Regions from separate parts of the Mus musculus genome. Here all the other regions are linked to region 2. Evidence: chromatin contacts called from public HiChIP or PLAC-seq, capture Hi-C and promoter capture Hi-C data. All regions are on one chromosome and are shown on one strand. The core of a region is the stretch at or near the end of the contact, and the rest is flanking DNA. Distances in the headings are between cores, read along the strand shown.

Region 1 (5,877 bases), core at 903-3,402, 470 kb before region 2:
AGAGGTATAATTTGGGATTTTGTACAGGTGTTTGAAAATAGCATCAATATGATTCATGCAGAAATGATTCAGAACCACAAGGACTGAGCTGTCACCTGGAATTCATGCAGGTTACTAACAAATGGCTGGATGGATGAATCTGCTACTTTTCAAATTAAAATGAGGGCTCTAGAAGTAGAATTTGAAGCCTTTGATCCAAATTCCAGGTTGCTAGCTTGCTTCTGGGTTTGTTTTGACTTACTGCTATGCTGGACTTTTTGTTGCTGTGACCGCATGCCTGGTAGAAGCAACTTGAGAAGGATTTGTAGAGCCTGACAGTCTCAGAGGTCTCTGTTCACCACAGCATAGCACTGCGGCAGAGTCAAGAGCTTGCTCACACCACGGTAGTTGTGAAGGAGGGGGACCGGCCACTGGCTGGTTCCCTCCTTTTAGTCTATCCAGGACCCGACCACCAGATGGCGCTGTCCACATCCAGGGTAAATTCATCTTAAAAAAAAAAAAACACTCAGAGACCACTCATAGACAAAAACATGGTGCTTCTCAATCTAACCAAGTTGGTGGGCAAGATTAACAGTGATGGCGATGTCCTCTGTTCCCTGGACTCTTCTCCATGCACAGTGAGCGCTAGTTTGGGCTTAGGATGAACCCGATAGAAGAGCTTTACAGAAAAGATGGGAAGAGAGGAAACACGGACCACACAGGAAACAGAGCAGCAACCAGAGGATGGGGACCAGAGGAACTTCAGGTCCTGGGAAAATGGAACAGACATAGGAAGAGGAAGTTGACTGGTTCCACTAAGGATCAAGATGGATAATATTATGGTCATGATTACTATGGCAACATGGGATATGAATAGGCTCCATAATATATAACATATATCATAACATAATATATGTTAACAAAGTGTGCTAATGAAATAATGTCAGCCATACTACTGGCTGCAAGTTCCAGCTTTCTCTATACTTCTAGAACCTGCCTCAAAGGGTCCCTAAAGGGCTAGCACTTGCTGGCTGTAGCTCTTCTCAGAGGTTAGGTAAAGCTCTGTGGTACCTACCTTAAGAATATCAGAAATAATAATAATAACAATAATAATGATGATGATGATAATAATAATAATAATAAATTAGCAAGGTCTAGAGGATTGTGCCAGTAATCCCAGTACTTGGGATTACTGAGCCAGGAGGACTGACCACAAATTCAAGGCCAGTATGGGGCACCTAGTGCCCTTGTTACAGAACAGGACCCTGTGATAAGTAAAACAACCCCCCAGTCTTTGGTTCACCCAGTGCTAGGCGGAGGCTGTCTTTTGCAGTGGATGCCTTAGAATTCCCCATTTGTTGTTCAGACACCCAGGGCTTAGTAAGGAATATGAATATCTCTGTTAGAATCACTGCCTGAGTTCTGTTTCCAAATAGACTCTTAACTCAGAAATATGATTTCAAGAAAGACCCAAGCTGAACGAAACCCAGGGATGCCCTTAGTCACGACAGACAGGGCCATGAAGATAGCTGGCTTGGATTCTGGCTTTGGACATAAATGATGAATGTTGGATATGAATTCCTGGAGGTGAGTTTGTATTCTCAAGAGAAACCTGGGCTGCTAAGCCACGAGCAGGCCACCAACATAGGTGCTTAGCTTATGACTAGGACTCTCTGTCTGGAGACATTTCAGGCCTCCCCCACCCCCTTCTTCTCAGTTCCAGTGACAGCACAGAGAGGGGCTTCATAGATACCCATTGCGTGAAGGATATGTGGGCAAACCCACAGGGTTTGTTGAGCAATTGCACTTACAACAGTAAATGCTTTTGAAAATAAGCTTTCCCAGGAACTGAGCCAATAGCACAGGGAGGGGCATTGATGGATGCCCCAACATCCATAGCAGGTCAAGCAGGTACAAGTGGCCCCTTGGGATCTTTGGGACTCTAACGCCTGGTTCCCATCCAGAGTTGGTGCTTGTTGTAGCGCCTCAGCTTCAGCACAGAGCCTGGGCCTCCTCCCTCTGAGCTCCCTTAGGAAGGACCCGCTAACATTCTCTCCCTCTTTACCAGGCCTCCTGCTTCCCAGCGGCCTCAAGTTCTGGCGACTTATTCATTATTCATCTCTTTTCATCCTCGTGCTTGGGAGCAGGGCTTCCCTGCCCTGGGTTTAGTCCCATCTCTGGGCCGCTTGAACAATGGCAGGTAAGGCACTTCCTGCTCTGGCCAGGAATGGAATGAAAACGAATGCCAGACCCTGGTGTCCCGGGAGACCCCAGTGGGTTGACACCAGTCAAGGGCTCCGGTGTCAGGTGTCTGTCCTGATGCTGCTTTTGTTTGTCCCCTGCAGCAGCCTCGGAGGTGAGCGGTGAGCACACAGGAGACAAAACCGGGTAAGAAAGAATGGCTAACTCTTCCTTCCTGCACTCGGGAGAACCAGGCTGAAGCCATCAGATGTGCAGGGCACAGGGGAGCCTTTCTGCTTTTGCTTTATTTGTTTTTATCCTAAAGAAATTTCACACACACACACACACACACACACACACACACACACGCAGACCAAAATCATGTCAACTATTAAAATTAAGAGTTAAAATTAGTGAGGTTCAGTATATTTGATTTAAATGTGATTGAAAATGACTCCCTGTGTATTTAGCCCCCCCCCTTTTTATTTGATGCGTTCTTGTTTAAAAAAAAATTAAGCAACAGCTAGGAATTTTAATGCAATTCCATGTGAGTACTAAGCCTGTAAAATCATTTGCCATCTAACTAGATTTCTGGGTAAACAGTTTGTTCTTTACCCCTAACCGCCCATGTGTGTGTGTGTGTGTGTGTGTGTGTGTGTGTGTGTGTGTGTGTGTTGGCGCGCATGCATAGGGGAAAATGAAACACTGGGGATTGAACCCAGGGTCTTGTGACTGCTAGGCAAGTGCTCTTCTTGACACTAACCTCCCAGTCCCTTTTCTATCAGATCTCGTTGAGACAGATCTATGTGGCTCAGGCTAGCAAGGAACTTACTATATAGTTCAGGCTGGTCTCAAACCTTCCACCCTCTGCTTCTGCCTCCCAAGGGCTGGTGTGTTCCGTAATGGCTCAGCCCTGCTGCTGTCAGACTCAGAAATTTCCAAGTTTCTGTTCTTCAAGGCTGTTTGCAATCATCCTCCCTGAGTGATACTGAGAGGCCGTGTTCAAGAGAGCCACAGTCAAACCTCTGCTGAGCTCGACTCCTGTTGCTTAGACCTTGGGCGCTCATGCGCTTCTCTGGGTGCTCAGATGAGATAATGCAGAGTTTTGCTCTGTAGCACAAAATGTTTGGCCTGCAATGAGTCCCATGACATATCCCAAGCATAGGGAAAGGATGGAAGTCTCCTTTCTGATTGCTATAGGCTATATAGCACCCATCCCCACCTTCCCCACTTCCTGTTCCACCAAGGCCGAGGAACAACAGGCTTGTGGAGGGTGGGTCACATCTTTAAGATGGTCATGGTGAGAGCGCTGTTAGGGTAGTGAAGGGAGAGACCTGTGGATCTCCTTATTCTTATTATAATATCTGCTTTTGGGTGGCCTTATGACATTATGCTGGCTACAGTCATCCCCAGAAGAAAGAAGATGAGGGAGGGCGTCTTCATGCCACGTAGTCGGGAAGCTTCTTAAAATTAATTAATTAATAATAATAATAATAAATATTTTTTATTCTTTGAAAATCCCATGCCTTTATACAATGTATGCTTACCACATTCCTCTACCACTACTCCCTTCTGAGCCCCCATGTCTCTTCCAGTGCCACGCCCTTTTTCTTTTGTTATCAATAACTCCCAAGTCCAATTAATGGTGTGTGGCCATCCAGAGTGATTTTCCCTCTCTCAGCCCCCACCAACTGCCATCAATGCTCTTTTGATAGCAGTGGGGTCTCAGGTCCCCCTCCTCAGGTCATGCTGGAATTTTGACTGCTGCGAGTTGGTGTGTATGATACAGACAGTGTATATAGATGATATCCTCTGTGGATGTCAGCAGCTCACAGCTTGCCTCTCCATCTGCTGGCTCCTGCATTCCCTTATGAATGTGTAAAGTTTTCTGAGACTTGGAAGGCGAGGCTGATACAGGTGGGCACTAAGAGTTATTTATACTTAGTACTTTAACAAGGTATGAGTTTCTATATTAACTACCATGAAATAAAAAGGGAAACTTTCTCTCCAAAATTGAGAGCAGCCTAAATCTGTGGGTATAAACATGCATATTCAGAATGCAGTTTGGTAGCATGGCCGTTTAGCAAAACAACACTAGATTCTGCCCTCCATACTATGGTCTCCTAAGCCATGGACTTTTGGCCAGGTTTACAGCACCAGGCACAGGATCCCTTCTGTGGATCAGAATCCCTCATGTCTAATTAGAAAGCAATTAATTACCCCCATAACCCTCATACCACCATTGTGTCAGTGGGTACATCTCATTAGCAGGTCAGTATTGTGGCAAACAGGGGCCAATCATAAAGGGTAAGATTTATAAAGGGTAAAAATTCAGCTAGAGAGGACAGTAAAACACAGTATTGTGGGAGAAGGGGAGCTTACACTGGGTTTAAAGGTTTGAGTGGGGATAGAAGAGTCGAGGCGAGGAGAAGGTAGGGGTTGGATAAGTGAAAACTAAGGATACATGAAGAAATGTTATGGAAACTCACTAGTTTGAGAGATAATAAAAATATGTACTATGTTAATATATTTATTTTTATTATTTTATTATTTTAAAATTATGTGTAGATACATGTTACATGTGAATGTGTGGACATGAGTTTTGGTGCCCATGATGGCCCATTAGATTCCTGGAGTTACAGACAGTTAGGAGCTGCCTGGTGTGGGTGCTGGGAATCAAACTTATGTCCTGTGGAAGAGAAGCCAGTGCTCTTAACTGCTGAGCTCTCTCCAGCTGCACCCCCACCACTCCCCCATATTTTAAAGGGAGCTTGAACAGAAGCACCATCTGCGAGTAGACAGTGCAGCGCCTAGGAAAGACATGGGTTTTAAGTCAGGTTGTGTTAATAAAAAATACTAACAACCCCTGAGTGCTAAGAGCCTGCTATTTGCTTGTTCCTTGAGGCTGGATGTCTAAAGCTGGTGCTAGAATCCCCAATGGTGCCCAGAGAGCTACTGGTCCTTGGTCAGCAATGGAGGTCTGAAAAGACTGGTTCTGATGTCAACAAAAGAATGAACAGCAGCAGCAGCAGCAGCAACAGCAACAGCAACAACAACAACAACAACAACAACATAATGTCTCAGCAAAAGGGAAGGCCAAAAAGGCAAAATACAATTGTCTTCTGCTATGCCCTTAAAATAAAAATCTAGGCTGCTATGGGGAGCTGCTACCCACGATTGGGCGGGTCTTCCTGCATCAGTTAAGACACAGTTCTTTAATTGTGGCTCCTTACTCCAGTAATTCCAAATTGTGCCAAGTTGACATCAAAACCAACCATCCGACTGGGTCTTACTTAAAGACTTTGCTCTGCTTTTCTGACCAGAATGAAACATACTGATTGCCCATTTGATGCAAAGGCCACTGTGGTTTTGTAGGGACAAGACCGTGCCTGTCGGTATTTCTCTGACTTGTGACTCAGGAGAACATTCTAGCTGAAACTCATGCTCTGATCATTTGAAAACTCCACGTCTGCTTTTCCACAGCTCTGAGCATGGGCTCAGCCAGAATCTTTTGCCAGATCCTGAATAGGCATTTTCTCTTTGCCTTTTGCCGAATAAACTTAAATGTAAAAGGGCGGGTGATGTGAGAAAGTGATCAGAGACTGAAGAGGAAACAGAGAGGAGACCGGAATACACAGGTACATCAAAGGTGGCGCTGAAACGCCACCATAGACATGAGGCTTGGTTTCCAAGACTAGGAATAATCTTTTATATTGC
Region 2 (5,151 bases), core at 1,700-4,199:
TGTTGAGAAGAAGTATGCCTTAGGTTAGGGTAAAGATACAAAGCGTCTCACATGAGAAGGTAAATGAAAGCAATGCTCAGCAGCCCCGTGTTTACAAGAGGGAAGCTGGAAATTAAACAGTGCTTTAGCTGTGAGAAGAGGAAGTAGGGTAATTTGCATAGACTTCAAACAATCTCACAACTATTGAGCAAACCAGCAAATCCTGGAAAGAATTAGAGCGAAAAGCCAAAGTCAATACACTTCAAACCCCCTTGGTGTTTCCCAGCAACTAGCAAGAAAGCATCTTCTGCTGGTTCACACTTTGCACAAAATAAATATTAAGTCCGTTGTTGGTACTCTTCCAAAAAGTTAATATTTTACAGTTTGGAATTTTAGTTTAAGACTGCCTTTGAAGCTCAAAGAATGCCTTTTTGAAGTTATGTTTTCATAGACCTAGGAATCTGGTCTGAGAATGAAAGATGTCATCAAAGATTTATTTACAAAGATGGCCATCAAACACCTCTCTCTCTCTCTCTCTCTCTCTCTCTCTCTCTCTCTCTCTCTCTCTCTCTCTCTCTCTCTCTCTCCAGGGTTGTGTTTCTTGTGTTTCATGTTTCGAGACAGGGTTTCTCTGTGTAGCCCTTACTGTCCTGGAACTCACTCTGTGCCCTTGAACTCACAGAGCTCTGCCTGCCTCTTCCAGCCTCTTCCAGTTGGGTCTGAGGAGTGCACTGACACAGCTCAGAACCTTATTTCTCACAGTTACTGTTTAACTCTTGCATCTCATGCCCAGAACGCAGCCTTATTCTCAGCTCCCAACAAAGATGCTCAGAAACAGTGAATTGGCAGAAGAAAAGTTAGAAATTTCCAAAGCAGGGGCTGTCTGAGCAAATTAAGTGAGTTGTAATATATATCACCTATTTGCCATTAAGATATTTTGAACACTAAAGACATTGGGAAACATTCAAGAGAAAATGTTAAACAACAAAAACCAAGAGTGCCAACAACAGAGACCATCAAATACAAATGTCAGTAAGTAAACATGTGCCGGAAGTAAAAGTTAATATGTGCACAAAAGAGGGCTAGACGTAAAGAATAGAACTGATCACAGAGGTTCTTACTGGGCAGCAGAATCCTGGGTAGTTTACATTTTTATGGTTGTGGTTTTTGGTATGTTGTAAATTGTCCATCGTGAGAGTGTATCGGTAACCCTGGGTTTTCATTTGTAAAAGAGCTTGCTTGTTTTTTCATTGCTCAGCATTAAGCCCAGGGCTGTAGTGTGCTAGGCAAGTACTTTGCCACTAACCTACATTCCAATCCCTATATTAGTTTTATACTCAGAAAACACTAAATGTTATTTAAACATGTTTTTGTATCGTGCTCTGCTAACATTCAGATCTATAATAAAAAATAATTACCCATTAAAAATCGAGATGGGGCTCGGATTGTCGCTCCGTAGGAGACTGCTCGCCTAAGGTATACAAAGTCAGGGATCCAATCCCAAGGATGGGCTAAAACCCGAAGCACCATAAGTAGCTGCTACGGAGGGATGTAGCTGTAGCTGTAGCGTTTCCAGGAGCATTTCCTTTCACTTCTTTGTTTTGTTTTTCGAGACAGACCGGCCTGGGCTCAAACTCAGAAATCCTCTGCCTCCCGAGTGCTGGGACTAAAGGCATGTGCCACGACCTCCTGGCTCCTTTTGGCTTCTTTAGAACAACTCCTCACTAGGGAGATGCTTTAGATAAACTTATTCAGTGTCTAAATGCATAAGCCAGAGCTTAACTTTGCTTTATATTTGAGCATTGTGTCAAAAACCAACTTCTGCATATAGGTTATAGAGATGGGTGAATTATTTCTGATGTTATGTAAATGAAGACGAAATGTAATGCTTTTTCATCAAAGTGAAATATAACGACCATTGTGGAGTTGAATAAGCATTGGGCCAGGTACTCTGCTGGAATGGCCTTGATTCTTACTGTTACCTGAAAGTTGGCTATTTTCTTTAAACGCATAATACATCAGAATGGAAGCTATTACCAGAGTCACTTGTCAGATGTCATTTAGTCTGTAAAGAGTTTCTCTCTCCGTGTTGTGAGAAATAGGAACCATAGACACACCCTGAAAACCCTGCAGTTTGTAAACTGGTTTGGGCTCATCCTTTTCTATGTAGGGGGAAGAAAGAGATAGTCTAATCAGGTCAGCTTGATGCTTACACTTCCTTACAGAGGGACAATGTGTGCAACAAAGGCGCCATTCTCTACTGAGCAATGCCAAGCAAATTTAACAAAACTGAGGTTTTAAAACATAATAAAGAAATACACTTTCCCTTTGCCTTTATGGAGAAAGATCTTGGGTAAAACTCAAGACTCCTGACATGTACAATTTTCCCTTCCCTGCAATAGCAGAAGTCGGGGCTTGCTGGGCCCTCACCAGACATGGCCTGCAGTTGTCAATGATTTCATTGAGTTCCTTAAACTTTCATTCTAGAATTTCCCCCTCAATGCTTTCCTATCATCCATGACTCAAAGAGATTTAGAGAGTGCCTGGAAGAATGAATCAGAGGATTTAAAAACAACGGAAACTTTCTGTATTCTTGGTTCAGAATGATTTCGCTGGTTCTATTTTTATAATAATGTCAAAATTGAATCCGTTTTTCTATACATTAAAACGTACATATTTTAGCCATCAGATAAATTGCATGTCCCCAGAGGGCCCTTAAGAAGGTGATTATATCTCTTATATTCTGGCCACTAGGTGAAATTCGAATGCAGTTTTGATTCCAACAGACGGGTCCCCTTCAAAACTCGTTGCCTAGCAACAAGTTCTCTGTGTCCAAGGAGAGAAGTTACCCATTTCCCCCCTAGAAGATAAGCTTGAGAGAACATTGAAATTTTCTAACAGGGCGCTCTCCCACCCTCTTTTGTGACCGAAGCAGTGAAGCATAAGACCTCTAAAGGGCTGAGGTGCTTCAGTAGCAGCCCGGGCACAAAAGGAAACCCAGACTTGGCCCGGGCTGGGTGGGAAAGGCGAGTCTGGTTCTAAACACCTGAACCGGATCCCTAGGAGAACTGATGTCGAGGTCCCCAGGAAACCCATAATCTTCTCGGGGCGATCTCAGGTGCAGGGGATTTTTGTTCATTCAGATCCAGAGGCACCCAGCCCTCCCAACTCAAGGCATCTTTTCTTCCACAAGTTGTAACCCCAATGAGGCCACCTCGCCCTTTTCCCTCCGCCACCTAGAGTCAGGATCAGGTATGGACACCGACCTTCCAGTCACCCTGTCTCCGGCCTTTCTCAAAGTAACCAGGATACGTGGTCAAGCCTGCCCCAGGGTGTGCGCCCCTAACTTGCCCCGCAGCGCGACGCCCAGTTCCTCCGGACGCTGGGCCACCCGCGCCGCCCGCTCCGCCCTTCGCGTGGTTCCAGCAGCTGGAACAGTTCCCGCTCCGCTCCCGCCCCGCGCTCTGCGCCCCGCCCCGGGCCCGCCGCGCTCCGCCCCGCTCGCCCCTCCGCTGCGTCGGGCTGTCCAGTCGCTGGGCAGCTCGGGTGGTTCCCGGGGCTCCTCCCGCAGCCCGTCCGGTCTCCATGGCAACGCGGCGTCCCAGGCTCGCAACTCGGAACCCACCGCGAGTGCGGAGCGGGGCTGGCCTTCCTGGTCTGCCCTTCGAGGAAACAACTTGGCAGGGCGGCCAGAGGGTAAGCAGCAGTGTGGTGACTGTGAGTAATTTACCCACACCCCTGGGAGTGGCGGGTCCCAGCCCGCACCTCCGACAACACTTAATCCTAAAAATGTATCTACCACTCCAGGTTGGTCCTGTGGAACCGCACGGCTGTCGAAATACTGCCCGAGAAGGTAGGATGCTCTGCTGAGAGGAGGGAAAGTCTGCCTGTTTAGGGGTATCTCACCCTACCGCCAAAATGAAAACCGTCATGTCCTATCCTAGTACTTCCAGCTCCGCCCCGTTGTTCGCTATTCTTTTACTTTTTCAAACAACTTAATGGTTTATGAGGATGAGCACACCCCCCCCCCCCCCAGGCATGCTCTCTACCTATAACTTCTTTGGCTCTGTGAACTTTGCCCCCCCTGGATCTCCCAGGAGAAAGGTTCGCACTACGAACTGCCCCTAAATCCAATCTGGACGACTTGGAATATCCAAAAATCAAGATTTTGACTTTTGACTCCTTGCACTACTCTGCATCACACCCAAAAGCATTTAATTGATAAGTAGCACGGTGACACCGGTACTGTAGGTGACTTGCTGAGTCTGTTTGTTCTTATCCCAAGATCTTTGCTTTTTACAAAGAGATATGAAGAAAATGCTTTAAATACTTTGCTTCATTCTCCTAAAAACTAAAGTCAATGGCTCCCGAATCCGTATGTATGTATGTATGTATGTATGTGTGTATGTATGTATGTTACTAGGGTTTGGGGGTTTGTTTTGGTCTCCAGAAAACAACATCGGTAGAAATGATCTCTGTTGAGTTTCCAGAGCTAAATTCCAACACTAGGGATTCCCACTGCACCCTCTCCACCATTCCGGTCTCTCGCTCCTGCCCTGCAGTGAAGCTGTGCTCCCTGCTTCCGTGTCCAAGCAGTCCCAAGTTCTATTAGAACTGCCAAGCACACGGTTCAGGACTCTCCTTACAAGGCCGAGCGATGGGTACTGACAGCATCAGGAGGAGCTGAGGAGTTTACTCCTATCCCAGTTAAGTTCTCTTGTTATGTATGCTCATCTGTGCAGGAGTCACAGGGTAAGTGATTGGTTGACTCAAAATTACATGATCTGTTGAAGTTTGAACACAGGCTGCCTCCAACAAGCTATCGTCCTGTCAAGGAGGAAAAACACTGTTTATATTTTAAGTATTTATGGGTATAAGTGATGTGTTGTAGAAATTTTACATTTTAACCTGTGGTTTTTGTCCCACCTTTAACCATTTAGTTTTCAGACAAAACACATACCCAGCCTTTATATTTATAATAAGCCTTAGTCAGCACTAGAGCTAGGCAGATATCTCCCCTCTATGTTATTAAAAAATTATTTCTATCAATAACCCCAAGTTATTATTTACTGGGTTTTTATCTGGGCTACTCTTAACTCTAATTGGCCAGCTCTCAGGGCCATGTTTATTTTGACTCTTAACCCATGGTGTCTTCCTCCTCCTTCCCCACTT
Region 3 (5,871 bases), core at 1,663-4,162, 300 kb before region 2:
ACCTTTTGGAATGCATTAACTTAATAGACCACTAGGTCTCCTCAACACCAAAACTAATGTCACTGGATAGCATCTGAGGCCTACAGAAAAGTCCCTTCCCCTCTTTGTTGGCTACCTGATGCCTCCCTCAATATATTTGAAAGGCATCTTGACTTATGATTTTTGTTTCGTTATTATAAAACTTCATGGAACTATTACCACATTGGAACATGGGATTTAGAGAAATTTGAGTCTGTGTTCTGGGCCATGGTCACTCATATTTGACTTCAGGACAAGCCATCTTTTTTCTTTTCTTTAAGGTGAGAGCTGTGTCTCTTAAAAATGAATTTGGCAGCTTCTGGATGATCTTGCCCCGACTCTCATATTTTCTATAATCTCCATCTTGTGGAGTTAGCTACCACATCTATCTCCAGTGCTTCTTATCTCCCTGGGCTGGTGAAGCAAATCTTTCTTTAATTTTCACCTTAAGTAAAGACCTCTAAAGGAAGCCATGGTTGGCATCTGATCTTCTGGTCAAGTCTGGTGGATCTTTTGCCAATTCCTGCCATTGCAAAGACCCAAGAGGCTTTGGTGAAGGAGCTGCAAGAGACCTTAGCTGTGCCAAGCAATGGTGTTGATAGCTGCTCCACTGTCCCCTGAGTGAACAGTCCCAGGATCCAGTTCTCCAAGGATGATCGTGCCTTTTCTAGCCCTTTGAACTGGAGGTTGGTATTTGAAAACAGACTAAGAACCTTATGTTTTAGTTGCTATGGTAATGAAATGAGGTAATGGCTTGTGATTTTTGATGCCCTGACTACATCTCATGAGGTGATGACTCAGACAGTAAAGAACTTTCTGTGCAAGCAGGAGGGCTTAAATTCATATCCAAGCAAAACTGGGCACAGCACTACTACACTCCCATAATCTGAGTGCTGGAGTCATGAAGACAAGAGAAACCTCTAGGTCTTGTTGGCCCTTGGGTCAGCCTAGCTGAATCCATGAGCTCTAGATTTGGTGGGTTTGAGAGCTTCTAAGGAAGATGCTTGACTTTGACCCCCACATGCACGTTCATTTGCACACAGATATGCACGTCATATGTACACACATTCACATCATCTGTAGACTACACAATATGAAAAAAATGTCAGTGTAATTGGAAAATGCCTTTCATAAAACCCCCTGCTAAGGTAGTAAGAAACATGGTAACTAAGGACCTGTCCTTACTTACTTACAGGTTACTGCCCTGAAAATGATCTAAGCCCTAGAATACAAAAATTGGGAGATATTTGGGTGAGATAGTTCAGTGAGTAGAGATACTTGCTGTCTGAGTCTGTTGGCCTGCGTTCAGTCCCTCCCTGGGACCCAAATAGTGCACGCACACACTAATGATAATAAATAATAAATTGAATTTGTAAGTTTTTTTTTTTTTTTTGAGATCTTCCTTGGCTGTCACTACATCCAGCAGAGACCATGCTTGTAATAATACATCCATTACAGAAGGTGGCAGTGTCATCAGCAATAGTTAAGCAGCCACCTCCCTCAGCAGGCCTTTCGATGGCTTTTTCTTGGACACACTTCTGCTTACTTGTAATTGGCACCCCCACCCAGCTGTTGGCTGGCCTGCTATAGGCAGGCTCTCCCTCATTTAACACTTTCAGATGGCTCCTCAGGCCTCTCCCAGATGGATTCTGTCTGTTATCTGTCTATGATAGTGTCTCCCATTGGGGGAGGGGGCAGCGTTTCCTTAGACAAATGGTGCTTGAGGATCTCAGATTTGTTTGTTTGTTTGTTTTTTGGTTTTTCAAGACAGGGTTTCTCTGTATAGCCCTGGCTGTCCTGAAAAATCACTCTGTAGATCAGGCTGGCCTCGAACTCAGAAATTCGCCTGCCTCTGCCTCCCAAGTGCTGGGATCAAAGGCGTGTGCCAACTTCCCACAATGCTGTGCTGTCTTAGTCAGCATTCTATTGCTGAGAAGAGATGCCATGACCAAAGGCAACATTTCTAAGAGAAAGCGTTTAATTGGCTTACAGTTTCAGGGAGTTCACCCTTCATCATCATAGCGGGGAACTTGGTGGCATGCAGGCAAGCTTGGTGCTGGAGAAGCAGCAAGGAGCTCTGCATCTGGATCCTTAGGTAGCCTTAGGGCCTGGCTTGGGCTCTTAAAACCTCAAAGCCCGCCTTCAGTAATGTACTTCCTCAACAAGGCCACACCTCCTAATCCTTCTCAGGGAGTGCCACTCCCTGGTGACTAAGCATTTAATATATGAGCCAAGGGGCCATTCTTATGCAAACCATTGCATTTGCTCTTTCTATCTCCTGACTGCTGTACAGACTCTATTCTCATTACAGATTTGCTTCAGAGGGAGATTACTCCCCCCCCCACCCCCCTCCCCCCACCCCCCCGGTTTGAAGCACCCCTCCTGCCTTCTCAGAGCTTTTACCCTTTAGCAGACACAAACCCTTCCACTCAGATTGAAATCTGCACAGTTGCCTGGCTGAGTTTGCTGCCATGTATCTTATTGACTTGGTTCACCTCTTCACTCCAGGCATGAGGTTAGCGTGTAATTCCAGGTCTCAACAGTAGAACCTCAACACATCAATGTAATGTGGCTAAATACTCTAGCACACAGAAAGGGGGCTGTTCACTAAATTCATATAAGCGATAAGCAATGCCATATCCTCCCTCAAACCCCTAACCTTCCCTCCCCCAGCATTAGTCACTGTGGGAAAATGCCTATTGCTGTCAGTCTTGTTTTCCAGAATGGAAATTTTCTTCCAAGTCAGAGCACCATGTGCTCTGCAGCTTAGCCTGTAATTACCATATCCGCAGGAGGATTTTCTCCTCTTGCCAGTCAGGCTTCTGTGTGACAGTGATAGGAGCCTCATGGCGTTAAGTTAAAGTGAGTCACCAGGCAGGGAAATGTTTGGTCGGATCAACAGCAGTTGGGTGTCCTGTACCAATGGGGACACGTAATCTAAGGAGCAAGCCTTAAGAAGGCAGCAGACAGTATGAGAGACAAAATATAGACAAAGACGTGAGAGGAGATGAAAATCGTGGGTTTTGACGTAGCATGGCCCCACTGTGTGGGAGAGGATTGCCTTCTTCTTGGTTTTTCTTTTTTTCCCAAGCTCATTGGTATTTTTAGTTCTTGCTTTTTCAGCTGCGCTATATCAAGTGGGTTTATTCAAGGGTATATCTTGATTGTTGGTAAATGGTTTCCCTGTTCAGGCATCCGGGAGTTTGGTCCTGAAATGTCAGGTGACAGGGACAGCTGCATCCTTAGGACATCGCGCACACACACACACACACACACACACACACACACACACACACACACACGCGCGCGTGCGCGTGCGCGCACATGCACCCAACCCCCATGCCTGGCTTCCCAGTGTCACAGCCCAACATCGTTTGCATCTTGCTTTCTGCCTATTTGGGCTTACTGCAAATACCAGCAACAGCCTGCGTTTAATGTGGGACCACAAATGAATTCTGAGTATTAATCTTCAGCAGAGAAAACATGATGGAAAGAACTAGAATTTCAAATCAGGTGCTGAATTGAATTCCTTCAAGGCTGCAGCCCGCTTCATTTTTCTTCTGGTGGGTTTTCCTATCATATTCAAACTGTCTACTGTGGCCTTGTAAATCTGGGGCCTCTCACTGTTCAGGCTATAAATACAATTTTATTATACTTTGCTTTGGGTCCCTCACCACAGAAAAAACACATCTAAACCTACTTTTTTTTTTTAAGAGATTAAAAAAGCACAGCAGTGGAAGGAAGATTTTACCTGGGATTTTTTAGTTTCCCCAAAGTCGGCCCATGCTCAATCTTATTTTTTCCTTAAGTAAAGGATTCTGAGAAGAACTGACTTGGGCCGAGCAGTGTCCCAGTTTGAGAAACTGTCTTCTATGGAAGTAATAGCTTATGAATGTCCCAGATACAGGGACAGTTAGGGACTTGCGGATCTTGCCTTGGTCTTCTATGGGGAGGACTCATCTCTGACCTTGTTCTAAAAACACAGCACTTATCAGAGTTTACAACAGAATTTCCAAGATGGTATCTGTGGTGTGTGGTTCACTGACAGCAGGGACACAGGGAAGAAAAGAAGGAAAAAAAAAGGGTCTATGGCCAAGTAAGCTTGGAGACATTGACTCAAACAAAATTAAGTCATTTTTAAAAATTCTTAATGCTCATTAAAAACAAAACAAAACAAAACAACAAAAAAAAACACAACTTCTTTAGGGGCTGGAGAGATGGCTAAGAGGTTAAGAGCACTGACTGCTCTTCCAAAGGTCCTGAGTTCAATTCCCTGCACCCACATGGTGGCTCATAACCATCTGTAACAGGATCTGATGTCCTCTTCTGGTGTGTCTGAAGAGAGCAAGAATGTACTCACATACCTAAAACAAACAAACAAACAAACAAACAAATAAATATTAAAACAAATAAACTTTAATGTATTCAAACACATCATGAAACCCCAAACTTACATGTTTTAGAAGATCACTAATGTTTCCCAAACTTTATTTACCAGGAAGCCATTTCTCTTTCTTCTTTCAGTCTCTCCCCCTCCCCCCTTAACAGAATACCAGCCATGACTAGCACTTTACCCAACTTACCTAACACACTGGCTGGTGCCCATGTCCCAGGTCAGCGATCCATGCATTTCATCCCTGCTTAAGCCCTGCGTTGGCTTAACAAATAATCTTGAAATGAGTAAGCATATTCGATTTTCTTAATCTCCCGTGTTTGTGAACTCGCTTGTGAGAAGTGTACAGAAGCTGTCTGGGGTTCCTGCCCACTCTGTTAGTCAGTTTTGTCTTCATTCACTAACTGTCTGCTTGAAAATGATGAGCTGAAAATCTTGATCTTGAAGAGTAGGACATCACTCTTCAAAATCACTAATGATTATTCAAAAACAATAATGATTATTGCTTGGTTAGAGTTGGTAAACAGATGAAGGGCAATAACTGCCCTTAGGCATAAAATGATTATTAATGTTCTATACGTATTAATTAATGCTGGAAATAAATACGGCAGCAGTCACTCCTTAACCAGCTAGCTCCCCAAATAACCACCCAGAGACCTTTTAATATTTCAAAGCTTAGGCCTTAACTGGGCAGACACTCAACTAGCTTGCCCAAGTTAACCTGACCATCTAGCCCTGTGGCTAGCTATACCTTTCAGGCCTCTCATAGCTCCTGGATAAAGGGCCTTCCTTTTCTTCCCAGAGTTCCTTTCTCTCTCCCAGGAAGTCCCACCTTCTACTTCCTGCCCTGCGAATTGGACGTCAGATTTTTATTAAAGGCAATCAGATCAGGCCTTAGGTAGGTGAGGAACTTCACATAGCATGCCTCAACACTTAGGCATTCAAAAGCGGCAGCTTGCAAGGTGAAAGAGTTCTGACTACACTTCTTATCTAGTGCCAAATGCTATACTAATTGCTCTGTTTTCCCCCAATTAGAAATGCCTTCTGCCTCCTCTCCATCAACCTAGCTCTTTCTACTTCCCTCAAGTCTGGCTTAGGTCTTGCCAGCTCCAGGAAGTCTTCCTTGACTAGAGGTTTCTAACAATATACCCCCTGACCATATTGCATGGCACACAATAGCTTTGCCATTTTTAACAAGACAGAGTATAAAGGGTTCTTCTGTGGGAGTTGGCCCAGGGCCTCATCACTGATGGGCTGATCTCAGGTTCTTCACATTGGAAAAAAAAGATTAGCATAAAAAAAAAATCTTGTCCAGGTGTCATGGTGCAGACCTGTAGTCCATGCATTCTGGAAGGTGAGGCTGGAGGGTTGACAGCTTGGAGGCTTGGGTTGTATCATGGACTTAAGAAAGAGAGAGAGAGAGAGAGAGAGAGAGAGAGAGAGAGAGAGAGAGAGAAAGA
Region 4 (5,001 bases), core at 506-3,005, 390 kb before region 2:
CAGCACCGCAGAAATGGGCCCTCTCTTAGTCTGGGGTTTGGTCACAGTGTCAATGGTTCTAAGGCTCTCAGGTAACTGCTTGGGTCCCCCTCTCCTTCAAGCCTTGTATGTCACAGGTGCTTGTTCAGAGTGACTGTACACACACATGTGCACTCACATGCATGGGTGCAGACACACATGAATAGACACATACACACACATGCACACAGACATACACGTGTGTGAACACACACACAAACACACACTCACACTCACATACCACATGAGTGCCTGTCTCGTGTCTGGTCTGTGATTTTAGCTAAGGTACCTTTGTGTGTGTTGAACACAAACAACTTCTCATTGTTTCTTTTCTCCTATACTGCCTCCAGATGGTTGGTTTCTCTATCAGTAATATTCATATAATGGCAGCACCTTACATTTGTATAGAGTGTTTGTATATGTTATTTTATAAACACACAGACTCATCTGTGAGATGCTTGTTAGTACGACTGTGAGTGTTATGAAGAACCCAATACCTGGTCTGGCCAAGTGCCCAGGGACATGGGATAGGTATATGAGCGGGTATATGGCTGGAATCTATCTTTTGTGATTCAGTGAACTAAAAGACTTCAGTATAATTCATGCTAGTATCTACATTAGTATCATTTAGCACATATTTATACCCAACAAACACCTGACAATTTCCTGTGGGTAGGAGAAAGAGGCAGAGCCTACTTTGTGTTAGTAATGGGTGAGGGTAGCTGACAATCTACCAGAGTTGCCATCACATCTTGGGAAAAACTGAACAGAATTAAAAGGAGGCAGTGGAAAGAGACAATAGATAGTTGTTCGTGTTTAATACTAAAAAAAAAAGTCTCACATATAGGCAAAAATCAGGAGACCACAGATATCATATGTGTGTGTGTATGTGAAAGTGTTCATGTATGCATTGTGCATGTGTGCATGTGTGTGTGCATATGTATGTGTGTGTTTAGAAATGACATCAGTTTTTATTGAGTTTTTATCTGTAGACTGTGCTGAAGTGACACCATATACTTAGCTGGTGTGTGCAGCTATTAAATATTAACATATCTCCATTCTCTTGAGTTTTCCTCAGCTATGGAGACACCATGCCTCTGCCTGGTACATCCCCAGTCTCTTAACCAACTACAGGGGCAAAGCCTTGGTGAGGAGGGAGAGAGCTTCAGGCCAGCACAGGCAGCTCTTCCTTCTATGGCCGCTGCCACACGCCAGCTAAGTGTTGAATTTCTGGGATATGGAGCTTGCTAAGCATGCGTCCAGCAGGAAGGAAGCCTTCACTCACTGGGACTGGCTCCCACACCCTGACTCTGATAGGTGCCTTTTTATTATGCACTTTTGTTCATTCTCAATGATGGAGATTATTTCCCATCTCACTACTAAGCAAAGTTAAGCTTGGAGATGCTGTGTCCCAGACTGCTTATCTACTAAGTGCTGAAGCCATTTGTGTTCCCAGGCAGTATGAGAGTGCAAACCCCATTTTATAGATGGAAATAATTCTCATGCTTGCTTGGTTTCAAGGGTGTTCATAAGGGATGCTGTGTGTGGGAGATGCGCTCCTGGTAAACAACATGTTTATCCTGCTCATCCAACAAGACACAAAAGTATGGCAGAAGGATGCTCTGAAATGGGAGTTTGAGAGGCATCATTTAAAAAAACTGCTACCTGCAATGTACAGCCTGACTTCATGTTGCAGTTTCAGCCACTGAGAAGCATCCCGTGTAGCCAGACCTGGTGTACTCAGCATCCCCCCCCCCCCCAGGCAGCTAACACCCTGTTTCTGTATTAGAAAACAGACTCCTGAATAAAATAAACATTTGCTTCTTTTCTGAAAAAAAAATTCCCCCCTTTTTACTTCCATCTGCTTGTTGTTGCAAACAAGAGCTAATCAGCAGAGTGGAGAAACAGATGTGCTGTGACGATGCTCTCTGCCCTGCCCAGGGTCCTTGACAGGAACGGTTGCCATAACAACCATCTTACACCAATGCAGAAATAGCGCAAGCTTTTTGCAACCACTCTTGACTTCATTAATTATGCCATTCCTAGCTAAATGATACGGCAATGCCATTTCCTTTGGCCTCGCCAGGAATAGAAATGAGAAATGAGATATTTTTTGTTGAAGGGTTGAAAAAGCCACAAAACATTACAGTTCTGTAAATTTTTTTTTTTTTTTGCCATTATTACCATTTATTTTCCCTAAGTTCCTGCTTGTGAGCTTGGTTCCCAAACAAGTGCTTCGTGCTGCACATGAGGCACTGAGTGCTTTTGATGAGCGTTATTTGATTTAGGATCCTGGGGACCCACCAAGGATGGCGTGGCTGTTTCTGCCCTAATGTTTCTTGCTGGTGAGATAAATACGTCACAGCCAGTAACCATTCTTTGTCCTTGGACAGTGAGGATTGGAGCTGAGATATGTAGCTCCAAACTCTTCAGCATCATCACATATATTTGTATGTATTCATGTGTGTGCACATGTGTGTGCACATGTGCGTGTGTGCCTGTGTGTGTGTGCATATGTATTTGCGTACATGTGGAAGTCAGAGCTTGAAGTTGTGTACATCAATTTGGATAGGCTGGCTGGCTGGTGGGATCCAAGGACGTACCTATTTCTACTCTCCTAGTTTTAAGGTTACAGACAAATGCTACCTTGCTAGCTTCATGTGCCGGGTGCTGAGATTTGAACTCAGGTTCTCATGCTTCCACAGCAAGTCCTTTATTATCGGAGCCACCCCAGTCCCTAAAGTCCTCCTCCTTAAGTCTACAGAAATTGTTGGGATTGGAGAGATGGGTTGTAATAAAAGCACTGGCTGCTCCTCCGGAGGACCAGGGTGCAATCCCCAGCACCCACACGGCAGCTCACAACTGTCCGTAACTCCTGTGACATCCCCATACAGACATACGTGTAGGCAGGCAAAACACCAATGCATATAAAAAGAAATAAGTCCTCAAAAAGAAAAAGAAATAGTTTAATTGTGAGCACTGCTGCTCTCAATAAAATGTTTATGTTTGGTTAATATTTTCATTAAGAAGTACCCGTCTTGATGTCAACCTAAAATGAGCAATAGAGACACCAACTTTCTAAAAGAATTCATCCATCAAGTCATGGTACTATAGTATAACTTATGAATGCAACAGTTATCCAAAGAGACGTCAGCTTGGGGGCACTTTAAAATAGTTTCATATCACCATCATTGTTGTTGTTGTTGTTGTTGCTGCTGCTGTGTGTAAGGGTGCATATGTCACAGTGCACACGTGGCTATCAGAGGACAGCTTTGAAGTCAGTTCTCTCATTCTCTGGGCTCCAGGGATTAAGCAAAGAAATCTGCAGCCGGGCCAGGGCTACAGCTGGACCAGGGCTAGAGCTGAGTTAGGGCTGGTTACATACATACACTGGTTTCAGGGGCTATCCCAGAGATGACATTAGTCCTTTAGCAGAGGCAATATGGGTGTGGCCAGTGTCCTTGGTTAGTGGCTACTTGTTAGTACATTGCTAGATTCATACAGCAAGTAGCAGAGATACCTCCCTGTGGTATCTACGAGGGCAATATGGTATCTGAAAGCCTGTTCTTTACGATACATGGCTCCAACTTACCAGGCTCAGATGTAAGAGGCTTTGGTTTGGTATTGATAATGCACTCTCTCTACAGTCTTGAAGAAAACGTAATATTTCAACGTATCACTAAACATTAAGAATTAACCCCAAAAGAAGATTCTGGAGAAACAAAGTACTTTAAGAGAATAAAAATTTTTGATTGATATGGCTTTAGTTTGGATAAAAAAGAGAACTGGGAGCTTTCTCATGTTACCACTGATGTCAGAAAAGTTGCTGAAGACTAGTGTGAGTGTTCATGTGTGTATGTGGGTGTGCTTGTGCATGTGCTTGTGCGTGTGTGTATGTACTCATGTGTGGAGGACAGACATAAGTCTTCTTTTATGGCTCTCCATCTTAGTTTTTTGCAACAGGTCTTTCACTGAACCTGGGTGACTGTTCCAGCTATTCCTGAAAGCATTAGGATCCGCCTGTGGCCAGCCCCCAGGGCTGTGATTACAGACGCTCCCCACTACACCCAACTCTTACTTGGGTGCCGGGGATTCAAACTCAGACCCTTCTACTTGAGCAACACTCTGGTCACTAATTCCTTAATTCTCAACCCAGAACTGACTAAATATTTTTGACCAGAAAAATGGGAGAAGAGAAAAAAAATGATATTACAGTTGTGTAACGTGGGGTTTTTATGGGACTCCTAACAGAGGGGAGGGGGCTTGTCGCTGACTCTTATTCCTGCTTTTGGGACCCTTGTCCTCCTACTGGTTTGCCTCATCCAGACTTAATAAGAGAGGAGGGGCCTAATCTTATTGCAACTTGATATGCCCACTTTGATTGATATCTCTAGGAGGTCTGCTCATTCCTGAAGGGAAATGGAGGAGGAGTGGATGTCGAGGGAGGGGGGACTGGGAGGAGAGGAGGGAGGGGAAACTGCAATCAGGATGCAATATATGAGGAATAAATTGATTTTTAAAAAGGTAGAATGAGGAGGGAAAAGAAACCACCTACAAAGATGAACTAGCAGTGGAGTGCTGGGGGCAGGGGTGGGGTGGGGCATGGGGGGTGTATCTGCCGCAGGAGTGACTTCAGAATGGTGTTGCCCTGTGAGGATTCAGGAAGAAGTCCATGAGGGGCTGGCTCTTGCCAGGCCCTGAGGGTGCTTGAGTTTGAGCTTCCTGTCTTCAGAATTGTACATTTCTGCCCTTTCTAAATTAAACGGCAACAAGTCGCACATGGTGGCGCACACCTTTCATCCCAGCACTCAGGAGGCAGAGGCAGGCGGATCTCTGAGTTCAAGATCAGCTTGGTCTACAGAGTGAGTTCTAGGACAACCAGGGCAACACAGAGCAACAATGTCTTGAAAAACTTAAACGAACAAGCATGCAAATAAACAACAGCAATGAACCCCTGTGTTCACACATGAGCAGAGATTTTAT
Region 5 (5,775 bases), core at 1,522-4,021, 340 kb before region 2:
AGTTACTTTCTTCGCAGCATCCTTCAGATACAACAGAACAAAACAAGCAAAACAGAACTCTACTTTTGGTGGTGTCCAGTTAGTTTTTCCTTTTATCGTTTGTAGTTTGGTGTCACACCTAAGAATCTATCATCAAATCCAAAGTCGTTCAAATTTACCCTCCTGCCGTTTTTCTAAGAGCTTTATAGATGATGATCAATTTTGAATTAATGTTATATATAGTGTAGGAATGGGCACAACTTTATCCTTTGTGTGTGTGTTCAGTTTTCCCTGCAACTTGAAGAGAGAGCTATTCTTTTTCAATTGACTTATCTTGGCACTCCTGTTGAAAACCAATCAGACCTACATAGCTGGGATTGTTCCTAGACTCAGTCCTGTCCCACTGATCTGGATGTCGGTTCCTATGGCAACACCACACAGGTTTCACGGGTATTGCTTCCTAACGTAGAAGTTTAGAATCAGGATTGGGACTATCTGTCCTTATTTTCTAATACTGATTTGGTACTTGGAAGTTTCTTTTTTGTAACCAACAGTATCTTATTCCATCTCTGTCCTTTCCACCACATTTGTGTTATTTGTTTTATTCATAGACAAAGGTCTTCAGGTTTGCTGTGTTTTCCCATGAATCCCTTCCTCTTAAATATCTCTGAGATAGTCTCATGTTTTGCATATTAAATCCCCCCCCATGTATTCATCTTAAATACTTGCTCCTGAGCCATGGTAGTATCTGGGGAGGTTCTGGAAGCTTTTGGAGGTGGGTATACCTGGTGGATGTAGATCACTGGAAGCAGTTTGCTCTCTGCTTCTTCTCTGCCAAGAAGGGAGTAGCTCCTTCATGTTCTTACTGCAATCTCCTGCCAAATACACTGACTGAAGAGATCGTGGATGGAATTCTTTGACATCATGAACTAAAACCAACCAGCCTTCCTCCCTCCCTCCCTCCCTCACTCCCTCCCTCCCTCCCTCCCTCCCTTCCTTCCTTCCTTCCTTCCGCTTGTTTCTGGCACGTGTTTTTGGGTTCTTTTTTGTTGTTTTTTGGTTTTGTTTGTTTGTTTTTGTCACAGCAGTAAGAATTCTTATACTAGTTCCATGGGACAGTAGTAGAAAGATAACATGTGACAGAGATCCTTCTTTGTCTTGTCCAACTGGAACCCCATAGATGGTTTGTTTCTTTTCAAGGGTGGAGCACTAATATTTAATTCAGACCCTGGATTTCACTAAAGTTCTACTCTATATGTTTAGCACATTACTGAGAAAAAAACCATTCAGCAATTGTGATAAACACTGTCTTAAGCCGAGGAAAATGTTCCAACCCCATTGATGGAAGTATTGACGTTTGGTGATTAATAAGGAAGTGCTTTCATTGTGATCTAAGCTAAATCAGTGGGCGAATGTCACTGCAGCAAACCCTGATTGCAAGGATGTTTGGGAGGATTCAAAATGTTAATTTTTGCAAGAGCTAGGATAAGAGAGACTTTTCTGACTGGTTTACATGGGCACTTGATGAAAGCCCTCATTAACCCTTTCCTGCAAGGCTTAAGGTCTGGTTAGATGGTTGTTCCCTGTGGCAGGAAAACCACAACTGCCAGCAACTTGGGGGAGCACTCTGACCTGTAATTGCTTGAGTTCTGGCTGCACCTACACCTCTTGGGTGATTTATACAGTGTGAGGATTTTTCCAACCATACCTACAAACGTTCCAGAGTTATACACAGAGATGGTATTTGTCTTAGATAAGAGTAGTAACTATGTTACCATTTTCCTTCCTCTATTGTTAATAACCGCCATCCTTGCTTTTCAAAATTGTAGAGTGTTTGCTTGTTTTGTTCTGTCTCATTTTGGGTGACAGGAAGCAAGATATTCCAGAGTATTTTGTCAACTAAAAGTGAATTTCTTACTGAACATCGGCATCTCGGGTTCCTATTTTGCCTTTGTCCTCTTGCTCTGATGAGCCATTTCAAAACAGGAATGAGCAGGTAAGACGTCATAGCACACTGTATTTAGTTTAGGTTCCGGCTTCCTCTCAAACAAGGGTCTGGACTCCCTGTGCATGTGAGTTGTGCGGCTGACCCTGTATCAGCCTGAGTATGACTGGGGAGTGCTCCTGCAGTGCTCAGTAAGGACACAAGGGGATCCCCCCATCATCAATCACGGAAGGGAGGAATCTCAAAATCCTCTCCCCTAAACTCACTGAGGAACCTGCTAGCTTCAGCCTGGAAATGCCACTGTGTTTGGAAGGGGAAGGACTGCAGCTGAGTCCTTTGACTTGAAGCTGCAGTGGCACCTGTTCTCAGGGCCAGTCTCCCTCTGAGTGTGAGCTGTCTGTTGTCTGAGCCGCTGACCACATCTCTGCACTCAGAATGTCCTTAAAGAAAAGCTCCAACATAGCTGCCTGGACCCCAGGTTCCATTCTAATGTGAGCGGCTCCAGCTTTTTAAAAGTATTCCCGGGTGGTGGGGGGTTAGACTTGACGCCATTTCGATAGTTTTCCCTCCAGGATCTCTTTTCTTTCCTCTCTCCATGCCCACCCCTTGGCTACCCTCTCATCCTGGCAGCTGCGGGAAGGTTTTTCTCCAGCTGTCCATCAAGTCTTCAAAAGGCAGCCAGAATGTAATTGTGATCCATTTTCTACTCTTCAATAGCTGTGCGTAACACACACACACACACACACACACACACACACACACACACACACACGGCTCAGAATTGCAAGGAGAGAAAGCCAGAACTGCCTCGTGACTCACGCAGAGCCCACACTGGTAATTACTGCCATTCATTATTGGCCCAGGAAAGAGAACAAGGGTCTGGGTGGTTCTAAGGAACCAGAAGCCTACCGAGTAGGGGGTGGGGAATGTGCTTCCTCCCTCCATTTCCAGAAAAATAGCTGTCCATGCTCCTCCCAGAGTTTGAATTTGGCTATGCTTATTTAGTGTGCAGTTTAGAATTCTGCAGTGTGACCACATTCTGCTAAGCACCTCTCCCCAGAAAGCCTTCATAACCTTGAGCAGCACCTGACCTTCCTGTTTGCTTAGATGGGGGTTAAATAGGCTCAGTTTCATTAACTCCTGCATGTATTCAAGTGGCAGCTGTCAGGAAGTCCCAGAGGAGCCAACATCTGTGGGAAGGCTCATCTTGGCAAGTTTGTATACTGCCCTCTTCCCTCTGACCCCCTGTCCTGGAGCACCTTTGTGACCGAGCCATGGCTCGGCCATCCTCTAGCTGGTCTCTAGGCATCCTCGGTGCTCTGCATTCCTTTGTGTGTGGTGCCCTATCGCCTCTCATTAGGTCTTTGACTTATTGGGGACAACAAACCATGGTTAGGAAAGGAGAGGCCATACAAAATCTCATCCCCTTCAGCTCCCAGCCAAGAGTGTCCTCTACTGCTATAGGCAATCCAATGAAGTATTAGGGAACTCATGAGCATCCAAGTAAGGAACTATGTATTTTAAGCTAAATGTCTGGCGATAGCTTGGGGATGTGAGAGGTCCTGACGGGAGACTAAGATCTGAGAGAGTTCTCACAGCTGGGGAATGTTGCATTAGCTTTTCGGAGGGGAAGCTTATCTCTTCACTCCAGGTAGGACACCAATGAGAGGCCAAAGAAAGGATTCCCATATGTCGCCTGTGATCCAGTAACTTCATCGGGCTTGGGTGACTGCCCTAACAGCTGCAGCACCAAAATATCCTGCCTGAGTGAAGGGTGATGGCCCCCCAAAAGCTTCATAGGTAGAGTGCCCTCCTTAAACCCCACAATCTCTAGTACCTGAAGCCAATGGGATGGAAATACCTATGGATGGAAAGGAGGCTCAGGAGGGTGGGCATGGCCAGAATCTCAGGTGAGAGTCAGGTGATCCCCAAATCCTTTTTCTCTCTCTCTCTGAGGGACCATCAACAGGTTCAGTCTTGTGAAGGTTTCCTCTGGATATTCACATTTCTCTGACTATGAGGGGCATGGCTGTCTTAAGCCTAAGGACAGCGTTCCACCGCAGGAGTTCTGTCTGGAATGGAGAGTTTACAAGAACTCTGCTGCTGAGGTTGGGACCGACTCTCTGGAGTTAGATGACAATAAAAGACACATTAATGCTGTTGACATGGTGTTGTCCATCATCACTCAGCTTTGTCCCTGTCCTGTGCTTCATCGGTGTCCCATACACGTGGACTTTATGACACCAGACACACTCTCTCTCTCTGCAAGAACCCATTAGCTGCAGGGAATTAGGATCAGGTCAGGAGGACCTTTACTCAAACTTTGGGAACTGTCAACTTACGCTTCAGGTTACATGCATCTGACAGTTCTTGCTGTCTTCATCTGTTCCTGTTTTGTACTCCAAAAATAGCATGCACAATTTGCCTTTTCTTTGGCTTCTGAAGATGGAAGCATCAGGCCTAAGAAGCAGCATTTAGTCTGTGATTTCTGGGAGCCTGCTTGTGTTGTAGCCTGATTCCTCACACATTTATGACACAGTGTCAGGAATAGCCTAGAGACGTAATGAAGGTGAAGTCTGTCCATTCACTTCTACTCTTTAGAAATGGGAAGAGTTACTCACTCCCCTTACTGAACACCCCCAGCTTGCCTGACCTTCTGTTTAATGTTTTTCATGAGTCATGCTTTGATGTTCATTTGATTTCTGTAGTGAATGCATCATTACAATCCCATTTTACATCAGATGGAACCGAGGCTTAGAACAGTCGGTAACATGCAGTGGATCTGGGAAGTGACTTCAGAACTGACGCACCCAGGCTTGCCCAGTCGTGGCTTCTCTTTGTGACTGAACCTTGGTCCAGACACATAGCTGGAAAGTTTATACTCTTCATCTCTCAGAATCTAAGCAGTCCAATGCAAATGTGACCTCTAGATGACAGGTGCCTGGGCTCACTCAGAGCTGACTCCAAAGCCGATTTAGCAGATTATGATTGACAGGGTTACTAGTAATTATTACTGTATTCATAGGTGAAGTGCTTTGTGAAGTAGCCTCCTTTCATTCCTGTTCCTGGGATGATTAAGTGTCCCGACAAAAAGCAACTTAGGGAGAAACGGGTTTATTTGCCTTACAGTTCCAGGTCACAGTCTGTCAATTCACGGAAGTCAAAGCAAGAACTCAAGCAACTAGCCATCTTGACCACAGTCAAAAGCAGAGAAACATGAAGGCACTCATGCTGCCTACTTGCTCAAAACCCAGCTAGCCCTTTCTGCTCATATCTGAATAGCACCAAAGCAGGGAATAGTGCCTCCCATTTTGGTCCAGGTCTTCCTATATCAATTAACAATGAAGATAATCTCAGACATGCCCCTAAGCCAACATGATCCAAACAAATCCGTGACTAAAACTCTCCCTATGAGATTCTACGTTGTGTGAAGTTGAGAGTTAGAATTAACCAGCTCACATTTATTATTCCTTCGGGGTTGTGATCTTCAGAATTTTAGCCAGATATGCATATGAAAATACTCAAGCATATAATCATGTGCATACATATGATGTGTCTGATTTAAATGCCAATTATTTTTATTATGATTGGTATGCCATTCTATTGAACTCTGTCCAAGGTACTTGAAAACTTGGAAAATCTACTGGGATGCTTCAAATGATCTCTGAATGGGGTCATTTGTTCTTTCAAAGAGTTTGTTCTCAAAAACAGTCTTCCCTAACTACATCTACTGAATAGTCATAGACTCTTTCTTTTTTAAATCCGAGATGGTCATCTAGTCTACCCACCTGTGCCTGGGCAGGGAACCCTAAAAGATTGTATATTTGTGTTTTAATAACTTAGCAATAATA

What was found. Promoter capture Hi-C pulls out the DNA fragments that hold promoters and counts their contacts. HiChIP or PLAC-seq counts read pairs in DNA pulled down with a chosen protein or histone mark. Capture Hi-C pulls out chosen DNA fragments and counts their contacts.
Region 1: a contact with region 2 is called in a capture Hi-C map of embryonic stem cells, with 4 times the contacts expected there. The contact joins the promoter of Myo3b here to the promoter of Erich2 in region 2. A contact is called at or near these places in 13 of 39 promoter capture datasets (the 3T3-L1 cell line, 3T3-L1-derived adipocytes, the HPC-7 cell line and 8 more), 1 of 15 datasets of contacts at CTCF or cohesin (large pre-B cells) and 2 of 9 other capture datasets (embryonic stem cells and pancreatic islet).
Region 3: a contact with region 2 is called in an H3K4me3 HiChIP or PLAC-seq map of forebrain, with 5 times the contacts expected there. The contact joins the enhancer-like site here to the promoter of Erich2 in region 2. A contact is called at or near these places in 15 of 39 promoter capture datasets (the 3T3-L1 cell line, the HPC-7 cell line, HPC-7-derived erythroid cells and 10 more), 4 of 484 Hi-C or Micro-C datasets (cortical neurons, embryonic stem cells and uterus), 10 of 115 datasets of contacts at active chromatin or transcription factors (embryonic basal ganglia, embryonic forebrain, embryonic hindbrain and 6 more) and 4 of 9 other capture datasets (adipose tissue, embryonic stem cells, liver and 1 more).
Region 4: an H3K4me3 HiChIP or PLAC-seq map of embryonic basal ganglia shows a contact between it and region 2, with 5 times the contacts expected there. The contact joins the enhancer-like site here to the promoter of Erich2 in region 2. A contact is called at or near these places in 14 of 39 promoter capture datasets (the 3T3-L1 cell line, the C10 cell line, HPC-7-derived erythroid cells and 8 more), 7 of 484 Hi-C or Micro-C datasets (the 3T3-L1 cell line, cerebral cortex, cortical neurons and 3 more), 8 of 115 datasets of contacts at active chromatin or transcription factors (embryonic basal ganglia, embryonic forebrain, embryonic hindbrain and 4 more) and 3 of 9 other capture datasets (embryonic stem cells, liver and pancreatic islet).
Region 5: a contact with region 2 is called in a promoter capture Hi-C map of hippocampal neurons, with 2.7 times the contacts expected there. The contact joins the enhancer-like site here to the promoter of Erich2 in region 2. A contact is called at or near these places in 8 of 39 promoter capture datasets (the 3T3-L1 cell line, cranial neural crest, embryonic stem cells and 3 more), 2 of 484 Hi-C or Micro-C datasets (bone marrow-derived macrophages and nephron progenitors), 7 of 115 datasets of contacts at active chromatin or transcription factors (embryonic basal ganglia, embryonic forebrain, embryonic stem cells and 3 more) and 4 of 9 other capture datasets (adipose tissue, embryonic stem cells, liver and 1 more).

Annotation. Positions count from the first base shown.
Region 1 is chr2:70,036,974-70,042,850 of GRCm38.p6, forward strand. It overlaps Myo3b (myosin IIIB), which reads left to right and starts at 2,153. Exons shown (of 35, transcript NM_177376.4): 1 at 2,153-2,179; 2 at 2,325-2,367. The coding sequence starts at 2,173.
Region 2 is chr2:70,505,870-70,511,020 of GRCm38.p6, forward strand. It overlaps Erich2 (glutamate rich 2), which reads left to right and starts at 2,950. Exons shown (of 13, transcript NM_025744.2): 1 at 2,950-3,696; 2 at 3,787-3,832. The coding sequence starts at 3,234. The region is part of intron 1 of Gad1os (glutamate decarboxylase 1, opposite strand); the gene reads right to left.
Region 3 is chr2:70,207,794-70,213,664 of GRCm38.p6, forward strand. All of the region lies in intron 9 of Myo3b (myosin IIIB), which reads left to right. Among named protein-coding and RNA genes, the nearest start is that of Myo3b, 170 kb to the left of the region's middle. Within about 2 kb of position 2,913, at least 29 of the 459 cell types and tissues checked have an H3K27ac peak or open chromatin away from gene starts, as enhancers often do. A contact at or near this core is called in cortical neurons, forebrain and hippocampal neurons, where this site is marked.
Region 4 is chr2:70,112,261-70,117,261 of GRCm38.p6, forward strand. All of the region lies in intron 7 of Myo3b (myosin IIIB), which reads left to right. Among named protein-coding and RNA genes, the nearest start is that of Myo3b, 76 kb to the left of the region's middle. Within about 2 kb of position 1,756, at least 39 of the 459 cell types and tissues checked have an H3K27ac peak or open chromatin away from gene starts, as enhancers often do. A contact at or near this core is called in embryonic basal ganglia, embryonic forebrain, forebrain and 1 more, where this site is marked.
Region 5 is chr2:70,166,055-70,171,829 of GRCm38.p6, forward strand. The region is part of intron 8 of Myo3b (myosin IIIB); the gene reads left to right. Among named protein-coding and RNA genes, the nearest start is that of Myo3b, 130 kb to the left of the region's middle. Within about 2 kb of position 2,772, at least 39 of the 459 cell types and tissues checked have an H3K27ac peak or open chromatin away from gene starts, as enhancers often do. A contact at or near this core is called in embryonic basal ganglia and hippocampal neurons, where this site is marked.